Linked DNA regions of Zea mays: regions 2, 3 and 4 are each linked to region 1. A link is a contact called in public Hi-C data. All regions are on one chromosome and are shown on one strand. The core of a region is the stretch at or near the end of the contact, and the rest is flanking DNA. Distances in the headings are between cores, read along the strand shown.

Region 1 (3,537 bases), core at 610-3,109:
CTATCTAGCTCATAGTCATAGGTCACCTCCGATAAAATCAAGTGATGGATTCATAGAAAAGAGTGATAAATACACAAGACCAACATTAACATATAACAACGACCACTAATAGACAGCATGGATGGCTTGTAGTAGTTGTGAAATTATTTACATTATTTAAATCTACTATTACAAAAATAATTTATAGACGTGGTCAAATTCAGTTTTTAGGAGCGGTTGTAAAAAAACAGTATTATGGCTTCGCTCATAAGAACAGTTCATTCTAGTGGTAGGTCATAATAAGCCGGCTCTAAAAGAGAATTTTGTGAGAACGGTTATGTTAAACAACCCAATACTGAAAATAAAAATACATCCTTAGAGGCACCGGTATTGTTAACAATAACAAAGGTTTGTATCCTAAAAAAGTTGACGTGGAGGCTAGAGTTAATAGAATATATGGATAACTGTTTTTCATGTACTCGATCCTATTTGAGGCTAAAACTTTAGAAATATGTTATCCTTTCAAGTTTTATTTTATTGCCTCTTGCTATATGAACTTCGGTCTTTTTCTTTCTCTCCTCTTATTACTATTGCGCATTAGGATCCCACTAAGTACTGGTGTCTCTAGAGGTCTTTATTAAACATGTATAGACCATCTCAACTGATGTTAAAAAAACTTTTCTTTAATTAGTGTTATCCCTGACCCATCACGTATATCATCATTACAGACTTGATCACTTTTTATATGGCCACAATTCCAACAAAACATGTGAATATTCGTAGGCTAATAATGAAGAATAAAAATAAAAAATATAGAGAAAATAAAAAAGAACATCATATGGTACAATTTAAACAACTTAAAATATGATGTAGAACATGCCACGCGTTCTTAACACTGCCGATGAAAAAAGTGCATAATACATCATAATAAAATGATAAAAGAAATAGAAATAAAAAAATAAACAAAAAACATCACATGGATATTACTTGAACCACCTAAAATATATCATATAATATCTCACAAGTACTATATAAATACTCGAACATAATCATGGGACATCTCACTTATACTATATAAACACTAAAAACATATCGTAGAACATCATATGTATACTACATAGACATTATATGTATCTAATAAAGTTATAGTAATTAAAATAGAAAAAACTACATAATAGATAAAAACAAACAAGAAAAAATGAAATATGCGAAGGAAAAAGTCAAGTAAAAGTGGAAATAAAATGAATATTCTGAAGGATAAATAAAATAAAATAAGAGTTAAATGTAAATAAGTGGAAAGAAAATAAAATATACTATGAAACACAAACAATAAACGTAATAAAAACCACAATGAATATAATATGGATACTTTTAGGTGAACCTTAAATATACTATAGAACATCTCATGAGTAATACCCAAAGATAATAATGGAACAACTTATTCGTGCTATGTGAACATCACAAATTACATAATAAAACATCACATACATACTAGGTAAAGGTCACAATAAGACATATCTTGAAACATGAGTGTGAACATAAGAAAAAACAAAATTTAAATGAAAAAAATAAAAATAGGAATAAAAGGAAGATAAAGAAGATAAGGATAAATGACAAGAAGAATAAAAAAACCACATATAAAATAAAACACTAAGGGCTAGTTTAGTAACCCTATTTTTTCATGGGATTCTTCTTAAAAAATGAACTAATTTTTCTTAAAAAATGAAAATACTTTTAAAAAATGGTGTTGGCAAACTAGCCTAAAAGAAATAAAAAAACGGAAGAGAAGAAAACGAGAAGCATGCATTGGATGGGTCGTGCCTGCTTTGGCTAGGTCGAAGCGAGCATCCGCACGTACTAGGCCGAGAAAAGACTGCGTGTTTCTATTTGGCCCATGAAGAAGCAGCCCAACCCTAACGGACGCGTAGAACATGTGGTTCGACCGTTCCAGTACGTTTTCCGTCCCACTAGTTGGACCAGAAGATTCAGAGATTCGGGCGTGTCTAATGCGCTGACCAGACAACACACGTTTCGCATCGCCTTTTATAAAGTATCAAGAACATATCTTGGTCCAAGCTAGCCTCGACATGTATGCTGTGTGCAGAGATAGATTGGAGCATTGTAGTCGCCCGTGTAGGAGAAGCTTGCCAGTTTCTTAGAAATCTAGGCGATGGCGGCAGACGGGGCACCTCAAAATGAGAACAGTAGTGGCGCGGCATGCCCCTTTGTTGCCTGAGAATGGGACGCATGGGAAAGCAAGCTGCACCGGCATATATGGCAGTTGAGGCGGCTAATGTCTACTGCACCCGTGTTTTTCGGCTTTTTGCAGCTTCTGTTCACTAAAAGCTGTTGTGGACTGTCAAACGTTTAGCTTTTCAGTCAGCTTCTGTAAAATTTGTTTGGATAAAAACCACTAAATATCAACATAAACATATAATCGGTTGAGTCGTTGTAATAACAGGAATCCGTCACTTTCTAAATTATGAGTCATATGGACAACTTTATCTTACTCTACACGTAATTCTACTGATACTCAGATTCTCCTCACAGCCAGATCCTCAGAAAAGCTAGTTAAAAAAAACTGAACCAAACAGTCCATGTCTGTCCAATCAATCCTAGTGGCTTTGCACAGAAGACCTAACTTTTTATTTTTGTCTGGCTCCCCGTGCTCCGCTGCGCCGTTGCCCAATGCAGACGCGACTTCTATGTATCTGTTGGAGCCTCGCTATATACCTGGCCAGTCCACATGGAACCGCCATGGATGCAAGTCACACCAGGGAACAAAAAGAAACTTCAGTGGAATTGATCTATCTTACCTGTGAATTTGATAGTTATACATTTATTATCATCTTAATCTTCTGCAATCCAGCAATTTGATTACACGTTCAGCGATTCAAATACGCTATTCTTTGATACAGGCATACAGCCGTGGGCTAGCTTGAAGAGATAGTATATCTATCTATCACGTTTAACTAAAATAGTATTTGACTAAAGATTATAGATCGACACTAACTATACATATGTTATGATTGTCTCTTGGTCATACATGAATATATTAATAGATACTTCATCAGCATGATTTTGGATCAAGTGCCGGGTACAGCTGTTGCTAATAATGTTGGAAGTGAAAGAAATTAATAATTGATTCGCTCAATAATTTGATGATACGCGTACGTACGTACGTACAGAGGAGTAGCGGCATCAGGCATCCGCAAATTGATCCATACCAACTGCTAGGGAACGCCCACCTCTACATATGCTTTAATTTATGCCTTCTTAATCTTAATGCTTCCAAAGATCTTTTTATCAGTAGTGATCTGCCTTACATTTTGTCGTGGATATTTGTCACATATTTAGCGTGCGCTGCTGACAAGGAGATTGATTTTATCCGGGCGTAATGGCCAGGTCCTAGTGCACGCCTTTATTTTCCAGCCAGTGCAACAGGTTAAAGATCGTAGTGTAGTGCGTGTGTATGAGCCAACAACCAGCATGCTTCCTTCGTACAGATATGCATATTGTGCTCGATCAACTTTTTGCACATATTTCTTTGATTAAATG
Region 2 (3,446 bases), core at 162-2,661, 160 kb before region 1:
GTGACGCATTCTCAGTTCGAGCGTTAAATTCTGCAGTTTTGATTGTAAAAATCCTCAATTTGACCGTAAATACCAACCCAACATGAGAGACATTGATAACTATGACGTGTTGTATTCATGTGGTTCACTACCAACCAATAGTCCTCCACGCCCATGCAACCAACATAAATCAAGGGATTGATTAGAGAGTTGATTAATGGATTTAATTAGATGAGTTGATTAGGGGATTTGATTTTTTATGGCAGTTCTAGACACCATAAATCACGTGATTCCTTTTTTGATCTGCATAGGAAAAATATCCATGCGTTTCGCTAGTGAGCGTACTCTAGGTTCGAGCGTAAAATTCTTAAGCATAAAATAGTGTTTGAATACAACGTAAATATTAGTTCACTACCAACCAACAATCTTACACACCCATGTAACCACCATAAATCAAGAGATTGATTAGGGGGGTTTCATTTTTTATGGCAGTTATGGATACCATGAAAAATATATACACGCGTTTCACTGGTGATCGCACTCCAGGTTTAAGCGTAAAATACATACCAAGCCAACGTGAGAGATGTTGATAACTTAGATACGTTGTATTTATGATTGTAAAAATCATCAAGTTTGAACGTAAAATAGTGGAAAATATAACATTAATGTTATTACCGTAAAAAATACCAAGCCTAGTGAGAAACATTATATTCATCATCATAAAATCCTTAAATGACATACGAAAAAAGTGCAGTGGTTGGCATAAAAAATAATCATGGAAGTCATAAACATGAATCAGGTGAGTTCGTCCCGGAGGATGCCCCCAAAGCCGCCGGATTGGAGGAGGCCGTCGCGGGAGCGCACCGAACTGGTGAATGACACGCGTCCTGCCGTGCGGACGGTGAATCCTGGGCGCGGCTGTGTCCGGTAGTGTGGGCTACTGGATGCGGGCTGTTAGCACCTGTGCGCGGCTATCTACAGAGAGAACCAGCTAATCGCAAGGCCAAAGTACTAAAGACAGATCAAACACCACCACGGGAAGTACAAATGGGGACCCAACCCGTCAGCAACAGCTAGCCGGCCGGCCAGCCAGGCTACTCTCCTTCCGCAACAGCACTCGTATTTTAATTTTTAATCCAGGCAATGCAAGGCAATCAGTTAAGGGCCAGTGAACGATGATGCATCACGCAACACCAGCGAAGCAGCCAACCAAACCGGCCATGAATTGTCAAGAAAAGGCGGGCGGCCACGAGCTAATCGTCACTGCAGAAATGCCAGATGGTTTCCAGCCAGTCTCCTTGTTGCTCGCCTCCCCTACCTAACCTCTACTGCCTCGCTGCCTTTGCTTTTGCGCATATGCGACGAGCAGACGGAGGCCCTCGCCGTGACGCTGCCTGTATATAACACCACCCCAAGCGATCTCGTCCCCTCCATCCGCGAACACGAGCTTCACACACACACTCACGGCTTCCACAGCTTGCTCTCGCTGCACTCGCAAGCAATACATCTCGTCGTTCCACTAAGACCGAGGAGCAAATGGCGGCCACCCTGAAGCTCAGGATCCTCATCGTGGCGGCCGCCGTCGCCGCGTCCCTGGTCGGCACGGCCTCAGCGGCCGAGGGACCGGCGCCCGCTCCGACGTCCGCCGCCGCGTCCATGGCCGCGCCGGCCGTTGCCGCTGCGTCCTTCACCGCGCTTGTCTTCGGCTACCTCTTCTGAACGCCGTGAACATTCAGGCGTAGACACCGTGTTTGACCGTCGGAAATTCTGTGTGTTGTGCCCAGCCGAATTGTTTGCCTGCTCAGATTCTTCTTCTTCTCTCTCTCTCGCTCTCATGTTTTGGTGTGTATAGGTTTGTAATTACGTGTTCATTTTTTTATTGTGTGACCATGGATCTCGTAATTAGTACATGATATATGTATAAACTATAGAGAACTGCAGTTTGGTTCTTCATTTTACACTGTTTGAGAGATGCTAATAATTGGATTAAGACTACTCTTGGATCAATTCGACTCTTAGATTTTTCACTAATCTCCTTTAATTTTTCTTTTGACGAAGCCGTCTCATAACAACGTTAATTACATCATTTGCTAGAACTGAAGTCATGAAAGTAGAGGGTGAATCAATCCATATAAGAACTTGTTTGGACGTGCATGCATGATGCATCTATTTCAATCCATGTGTATTAAAACAGTATGATGTGAATTTTAAACCAAGGTTCACCACGTACCTTCACCATTCGATCCTGCAAGCACCCAAGACACCACGTGCAGATATCAATAATCGAGTGATTCCCATTGCATATTGCTGTACAAGGTAACATGATAAAATAAATTGCCTACCTATTATTGAAATACAGAAAGCTAGTGGTTAAGTTCTCATATATTATTCATGCCATTAATTCACATATACACACAGTGGCGGAGCCAGGATTTCTCTAAGTGTAGAGCCCAATATAACACTAACAAACATTGATATCAACTAGAAAATTTTAAATCATGCAAATGTATAGATAAAGACACATATGACTATACGAATTCTCTCATTCCTTCAGAACATATTTGAGACCCTAGCAATTTTTTGGTCCAAGAGTAGGGCCCGAGCCCTAGTGGCCCTATGTGTGTCTCCGCCACTATATACACATGATTGGCCCAATATATTGGCTTCTTATCATCATGTCCATTGTAGCTCGCCACTTCTGTTTGCTACCTACGAAGGAGGGTCACAACTGATAAGAGGAATCTGACAGTCTAGCAATGGCTGGCACGAGATGAGATCTGTTGGGAGTGCAAGGTATCACAAACATTAAGGTAGTGTTTTCCAGCGTATCGTGGGACAGAGGTGCTCCGTTTCTAATTTGTTGTTATTTGGATTGGTTCCATATAAAATGGAATGACTTTAAAAAGGAATAATATGCTCAGATGTTGAACTATCTGACTCCCTAAAATCTTTCAAGCGAAGCCACTCCCTAAGATGGAGCCGCTCTATCCCAACTAGCTCTCGAACCAAACACTCCCTAAGTTTATTTAGTGAGGTTTATAACAAGTTTAATTATATAGCTCATGACGTGCCTTATGATGCTGCCTAACCAACTAAAAGCATGTTTATATAATAACCCTCCTATAATACTATAATATAAGCTATACATTTAATACTTGGTCCATCTCTTTCTGTCACAAGTTTTTTTTATAAAGGAAGCTTTAATAATCTTAGACAATTACATCAAGATGATACAAGAGTACTAAGATTACTCCCGACCTATACGCACTAAGGTGTACACAACAACAAAAAAACGAAAAAACAAGAGAAACAAACTCATCGCTTTGAGCGAGCTATCACCACAGCATAGACTTCAAAACAACCACTAATCAGGCAAAGCTAGAATCGAGACCGAGGCTCTCTAAAAACAACGTCTTTAGAAAGAACACGACATACAAGAATGTGTCGTTGCTATGACCCAACCAACA
Region 3 (3,439 bases), core at 24-2,523, 170 kb after region 1:
TAAAAGGTATACAAGCTGGTGGTGAAGGAATTAATTAGATTATAATTTAAATATTCAGAAGACTCGCTTACACGTCTCACTTATACTTCATATGTTTCTTCTTAGTTGTCGCTAGATAGTTCAATTTTCCACTATCCAGCGACAACTAAAAATAAACAGAAAGGGTACGGCAGTCGTTTCCGCTAGATCGAGCTAGCTAGAACAAACAAGCTGAAGCCCGGACAGGGCAGGCTCGGTTTTCTCGATTTTTTACACGCACGCACGCCACACGACATGTGGTTACAGAGAGGGAGATCGAAATTGAATTGATAGACACTGATTGGAATCAAAATCTCACAAGAATATGCGGGAAGAACAGAATGTCGGTCAACCTCCACTCCACCTCGGTGAAACTTGAAAGAAGAAAAACAGAAGAAGAAAAACTAATCCTTGCAAGGGTAGGTTGCAGGTTTATACATACCCCCAGAATGATCACCAAAAATCCACCCCCATCGAAGGAGTCCGCTGCGTAATTAATTAAACCTCTCCGAGCATGGCTAGGGGCTAGCTGCCGAACACGAACTGTATGTCGATCAGATCAGCTGCTGCTGCTGCTTCAGGTGCAGGACGATGAGCACCGGCAGTGGTAGCTTCTGTTGCCGCCGCCGCCGCCGCCCCCGGCCGGCCTCCGGCTAGCTAGTCTCTCCGGCGCGGCGCGGTCGTCGTCTTCCCGGCACGCCTGCAGGCAGCACAGCACGTTCCCAAATCCCAACGAAGGTGAGCATCTGCACTGCAGGTGTTCGAGCCGCAGGACAGGGAGGACACGCCTGCATGCAGTGCAGTGCAGTGCAGTGCAGTGCAGGCAGCGCACTAACTAGCTCCCAACGTACCTGTTGTGAATCGGGTCGGGCCCCTTGGGGATCCTCCTCTCGCTGCTCCGGAACGCGTCTGCGGCCGTCCCGCCTGAACGCCACGCCGGCGAGCCGCCCGTCTTCGTGGCGGACGACGCAGCGCTGTTCGACGACGGCCCTGCTAAGCTCGCTCCGCCGTCCGTCGTCGCCACCATGGCGGCCATCACGAGGCAAGCGCAGACCAGGAAGAGGAAGGCTAGCAGTCGTACCAGCCTGCGGCCGCAGCACTCCACAGCCCCCGGCGCCCCGTCCGGCCTTGCTCCCATATAAGGGAGAGAGAGAGAGAGAGCTTTGCTGCTTCTCCCTGCACTAGCTAGGCACTTCAGTGCACCGCCTCGAATCCGAATCCAAATGCCCTCGCTCGCACGATGAAGCAGAGGCACTAACAGCCAGGGCTGAGCTCTCCGAGCTATATGGTGAAGCCGGTGGCGCAGAGAAGGGAAAAAGAAAGCAGAGGGGAGCAGACTCAGAGCAGCATGATGACGAAGGAAGGATGCCAACGCATGCAGCTGGCGATCAATGATCCCGGGGGCGGGGATCGGAGGAAGACATGCACAACAGCGCGTGGCGTGGGGTATCTGCGACATGACATGGATCGGATCCGGCCTGCTCGTTGGTTTTGTAAACATTCTTATCTCCTTCTTGTACCTCGCTTCTCTTCTTTCGTTGCTCGCCGCTTTGCCCGCTTCGCTTTCCTTGCTCTTGGCGCTTCTTTAGTCTATCTTTCTTTCTCTCTCTCTCTCTCCATCCACCTCTGCTGCTTCCTGATAGCTTTGCTCTTTTCCTCTTTGTCTTTGCGAGTTCAAAGCAAATCTGCCGCGCTTTTGTAGGACCACGCATGGGCTGGGTCAGGTGAGAGCTGCCTTCGCGACGTGCGTGAGTGACCAGCTCCAGCTGCTTCGGCGTTCCGTCCGAGCTGCTCTGCTCAGTCCTCGCTCCCTTTGGAAGCTGGCGGTGGCGGGGGCCCCTGGACTGGACATGCCTCCTTCGCTTCGCTTGTTTATTTGTCGTTCGAGACTAGAGAGAAGATGGCCGTGCGGACTCTCCCTCCTCTCATGCGGGCCTATCCTGCGTGTGCGGTGTGCCCACATGGCGAGCTACCCCGGCGCCGGGCGGCGCCTATAGATTCTTGTCGAGTTTCGTGCAGTGATTCAAATCAGAGTGCGAGATCGTTGCCACACTCCATTTCCATCATCCTGCGGTTACCAAAAAAAAAAGCAAAATGTCATGATATGAGGGAATTGGTGTTTTGTTTGGACGGGCCGTTCGATGTATGATCCAATGGCACAAATTATTTGTGCTCCATTTATACATCTTCCGCATGTTCTTCTTTATTCATCTTCTTTCACTATATATATTAGCATATAACCCATGCTAATGCAACGATATCAGCGAGGAGGGTTAACAACGACGAAGGCAACGCGAGGGGAGAGGTTGATGACGGCGTTACTGAGGGGAGGAGGTGACAAGGACAAGAGGAGGCTAGCGACGACGTGGCACAGGGGGAGAGGGATTAAGGATGATCCAAATAATATTGTTTATTGGGTTTGAGTGAATAAGAGAGAGTGTTTTATCTAGCGATCTGAACTGTTGGTTTTGATGGTGTGTTAAGTCTGGTTGCATTTTGTTTTGTGGATTTAGTGTGGAGGTTATGGGTGTGATGGTGACTTTGCTGGGTGGGTTTTCAGATTTTAAAGTGGTAGATTATATAGTGGCATAGATATATGGTCGAGTACACCCACTAGCAACTACCACCACTAGTGGTGACCTGATGGGCGTTCAGTCCGGTCTATTCTGTCTTCATAAAATACAAATATGGACACACTATATAACTATCCCACTAGTTATTAGTGATATGAAAGAACCGCAGCTAGGAACGGCTCGCCACAGAATAACGTACGGCGACAGGAGATGGCTCGAAAAAAGAAAAAAAGGCTGTCGTCTTCCTCCTCCTGTAGCATCGTGGACCAGAGGCTTTCTGGGTCGCTTTCTCCGCGCGCTCTCAATGTCCCGCTCGGGTTGCTCACGGTGGGAAAGCACGCGACGCTTGCCGCGACCCAGAACTCCTCGCTGCCTTCCCTTCGAGATGAGGTGAAGTCTTCTTGTTCCGTCTTAGGGTTTCCGTCGGACTTTATTGGCTCGCACTCTTTTCCGCACCTTGCTTCCTCGCTCTCGCGTCTTTGGTCGCTGCCGTCGTCGTTTCGTGCTAGCTTCCGCGGTGGGTGGTTTGAATCTCCGATTCGTCCCCCGCTTGTGGACGAGGAGTGGCTGGCGCTGTCGCGTGCGGTGTTGGTGTCAAAGATGGATCCGAAGGGGCGAAACCCTAACTGGGATCGATGGAATCAGAAAGAGAATCTTCAAGGTTCCCAATCGTGGAACAAGATCCGGAATCCCAGCTGGAGATTGAAGCCGATTCTTGGAAAATCTGACGTCAAGGAAGACATTGGCGCTTCGTCCGCTGACGAGGGAGGTCACACAAGTATCCTCAAAACCCCTCCCGCGGCTATGAAAAAAGAGGTTGAGGTTGCGCGTCGTCCCTTTTGTCAAAA
Region 4 (3,102 bases), core at 304-2,803, 200 kb after region 1:
CATTGACGTCTCCAAACAACACCCCTCTAGACAAGGGAAATTGTAGTTTTGTCTGGTACTTTATTTGTCAGTGCAAGTGTTCTCATCGCTTCTATGCTATTTGGATGCAATTTATTACCCTCCTATGTTATCGTCGGTGACGTAAGACAATTACATATATCAATCCCTTCTATGCCATTGTCGATGATGATATAGAAAATTATGAAATTGCACCCGGCGGATGACATGGAATTATGATAATAAATAAAGTGCTAGACAAACTTACAGTGAAATGCATTGAATCGTCCCTCTAGTCAACTACCCAACAAAATGAAACATCCCACCGATTGAGCACCCCTAGATGAATTCTTCGACCGTGTAGACCTTCATCATCCTAGGCCATACTAAAAGCGCCTCCACTTCCCCGATTTGTATTGAACCAATGACCTGGTCACTGTTTGACCATCCAATGTTGCGACTCAAGTGTCGATTGGCTACAAATAAAATGTTGCAAACGATTTGGCCAAAGAATGAATTTTGGCAATAATATAACACAAGTTCAAACTTCAACTATTATGGTTTTTTCTATTGCAACGTACGAAAACGGCTTTAGTATTTTAAAAATACGAAGTTGAGTTGAAAAAACTTTTTTTGGAACTTAGAAGCCTCATGTAGATTTAACATATATGGAGAGGACATATTAGATGAAAACCAAATAAGTATTGGATATATGAAAGGTTTGCTAGAACTAGAAATCATAGCTAGAAGTTGCAAGGCCGGAAAATAGAATTTACAGGCATGGTTGTATTACGGTTTTGCACATGTATTCAACTTCAAGCTCGGCCATGTATATTATATGAAGAAAACATAGCCAGGACTTGGTACGGTTTCTATATATTATATGAATTGCCTTTAATAAGATATATTGGTTATGTGAGTCTGAATATGGAGCCAGTAACCATTTTGCATTAAGTAGAAATTGTGACGTATGACGAGACCGTTGAAACTGATATTTTATATATGGTAGATAATAGAGACTTATTCAATTTTGAGTTATAAGATATTTTAAATTTTTAAGATACATAGTTTTTGTCATGCACTTAAATATACACTATATTTAAATATATAGTAAAATAATATATCTAGAAAAGCTAAAATATTTTTAAAATTTTAGAATGGATAGAGTAGAAAAGTATGTATAGAAAGAAATACAAAAGGACAACTCAAACATCATGATTAAAGTTAAGGGTAGGTTTGAAATTTTGTATTGCAAACAAATACTAGTAGTATCCTTATAAAAGAAATACGCAAAAGAATTATGGAAGAAAACTAACACCTTTGATCATAACTAAATGACCAATAATAGCTAATCAGAAGTCAACTTTGATGCCTAAACTATGGTTAACCATAGCCGGAGGTATTAAATTGTAAACAGATCAATTCCACATTTGGACGTGTTCAGTGCTGGTGTAAGCGGAATAATTAACCATCTCGTTCTGAGCATCACCAGTTCAGGTCAGTTCTCCCCTGCCATCAACCTCTAGGCGCCGCAAGCACGTCGTTGCACCCGGCCTCGGATCATCACACGTCACCCCACCTGCCTCAGCGGCTCAGCTGGATGGGCGCCATGTCCCCATCCAACCCCGTCTCCGGAATCTGGACGCCCTCCCGTCCAGGTTCACTCCGGCCCCCTCATCTTCCTCCCGTCCCCCTCTTCGTTGCCCCCAGATCCCGCAAACCGCGAAAAGAAACCGCATATCAGCGGGCGCTGCTCGTTCTCATCGCCCCCCCTCGTCTCTCGCGGAGCCGACCCCGTCCCCATTCGGACCTCAGCTAGCCACCACCACCATGGCTTCTTCGAAGAGGAGATTTGGTGCTGCCGGCGGCGCGGACAAGAAGGATCTATTCCATGTCGTCCACAAGGTGCCCGCCGGCGACAGCCCGTACGTCGTAGCCAAGCACCTCCAGGTTACAGTCCTTCCTGCTCTTCTCGCCAATTGTCCCTGCTTCCTTTTTCTTTGACTCCTCTAGATCGTAATAGCAATATACTGTATATATCGGCATAGCAGCAGCCCTGGCGTTACTGTTAGCTCATCTATATACTCCTAAACCCATTTATGTTTTGCATCAAAGCAAGTGCGTTAAGGTGCTTCCTTGAGTGCTCAGTGCTCTACACGGCGATCCATCTAACCACCTTTGCACCAGACGCTGTTGTAGGCATGAACAACCTCATGAGTTAGTACGCCCTTTTTCTTGGCAAATCATACAAGTAAAATGTCTTCATGATCATGATATTCAAATATTTTAGCGTCTTTGTTTCGTTCGTCAGTAGAAACCTGACATCGTGTATTTGGAACTTTACGGCTGGATTGCCTTTTACTTTATAGTATGTGGATATTGACTGTGATAGTTCTTTATATCCGGTTCTATGCTTTTAGATACGCTGTTTATTGACCCACTCTATTGTACTACTTCCATATTGGGCGTCCACGAGTACATGGTTGTCTGAAACGGGTAGGAGTATAAGTTATTTACTGGGTCGAGATCCATTAAATGTTGTGATTCATGACTAATTATTAAAATTAAGTACTTAAACACTTAACTGTGACAGCTTCATTTATGCTTACTATACAAGATTTTATTCGATTCCAGGTAACGGTCTTCATCTAGAGGTTGTAATAAGCTTTAAATTTTACACTACAAATTTTAAGGATTAGATCAGATTAGGATCAGACTCTATTTCTATTCATTTTTTTAACTAAAATTAGGGCTCAAACAAATTGTGAAGAAACATTTGAATCATGACCCCTATCTTCATCGCTGCTTTTTTAGAGTTTTCTTAAGCCTAATTTGTATAGTATTTTTTTCATTGCATGAGAACCAGCTCGTGGAGAAGCAACCGGATGTGGCGATCGTGTGGTTCTGGAAGGCAATCAACTCAGGGGACAGGGTGGACAGCGCCCTGAAGGACATGGCCATGGTGATGAAGCAGCAGGACCGTTCCGAGGAGGCAATCGAGGCCATCAGGTCCTTCAGGCACCTCTGCTCCAAGCAGGCTCAGGAATCCCTCGACAACCTCCTCATTGACCTCTACAAGGTACACACATTTTGCCTCTGCGAACC

Evidence for each region. Hi-C and Micro-C count contacts between places; a contact is called where the count stands out from the background.
Region 2: a Hi-C map of endosperm shows a contact between it and region 1, with 2.1 times the contacts expected there. The contact joins the promoter of LOC100278642 here to the enhancer-like site in region 1. A contact is called at or near these places in 2 of 25 Hi-C or Micro-C datasets (ear and endosperm).
Region 3: a Hi-C map of leaf shows a contact between it and region 1, with 4 times the contacts expected there. The contact joins the promoter of LOC100277301 here to the enhancer-like site in region 1. A contact is called at or near these places in 3 of 25 Hi-C or Micro-C datasets (ear, leaf and tassel).
Region 4: a Hi-C map of endosperm shows a contact between it and region 1, with 3 times the contacts expected there. The contact joins the promoter of LOC100274072 here to the enhancer-like site in region 1. A contact is called at or near these places in 2 of 25 Hi-C or Micro-C datasets (ear and endosperm).

Annotation. Positions count from the first base shown.
Region 1 is chr6:168,657,387-168,660,923 of Zm-B73-REFERENCE-NAM-5.0, forward strand. No RefSeq gene overlaps it. Among protein-coding and RNA genes, the nearest start is that of LOC100273604, 31 kb to the left of the region's middle. Within about 2 kb of position 1,860, at least 17 of the 20 cell types and tissues checked have an H3K27ac peak or open chromatin away from gene starts, as enhancers often do. A contact at or near this core is called in ear, endosperm, leaf and 1 more, where this site is marked.
Region 2 is chr6:168,493,651-168,497,096 of Zm-B73-REFERENCE-NAM-5.0, forward strand. LOC100278642 reads left to right here and starts at 1,412. Exons shown (of 1, transcript NM_001364470.1): 1 at 1,412-1,972. The coding sequence starts at 1,516. The coding sequence ends at 1,698.
Region 3 is chr6:168,829,223-168,832,661 of Zm-B73-REFERENCE-NAM-5.0, forward strand. It overlaps LOC100277301, which reads right to left and starts at 1,274. Exons shown (of 2, transcript NM_001150906.2): 1 at 870-1,274; 2 at 299-718. The coding sequence starts at 1,156. The coding sequence ends at 676.
Region 4 is chr6:168,859,966-168,863,067 of Zm-B73-REFERENCE-NAM-5.0, forward strand. It overlaps LOC100274072 (pollenless 3), which reads left to right and starts at 1,554. Exons shown (of 4, transcript NM_001148451.1): 1 at 1,554-1,947; 2 at 2,864-3,076. The coding sequence starts at 1,828.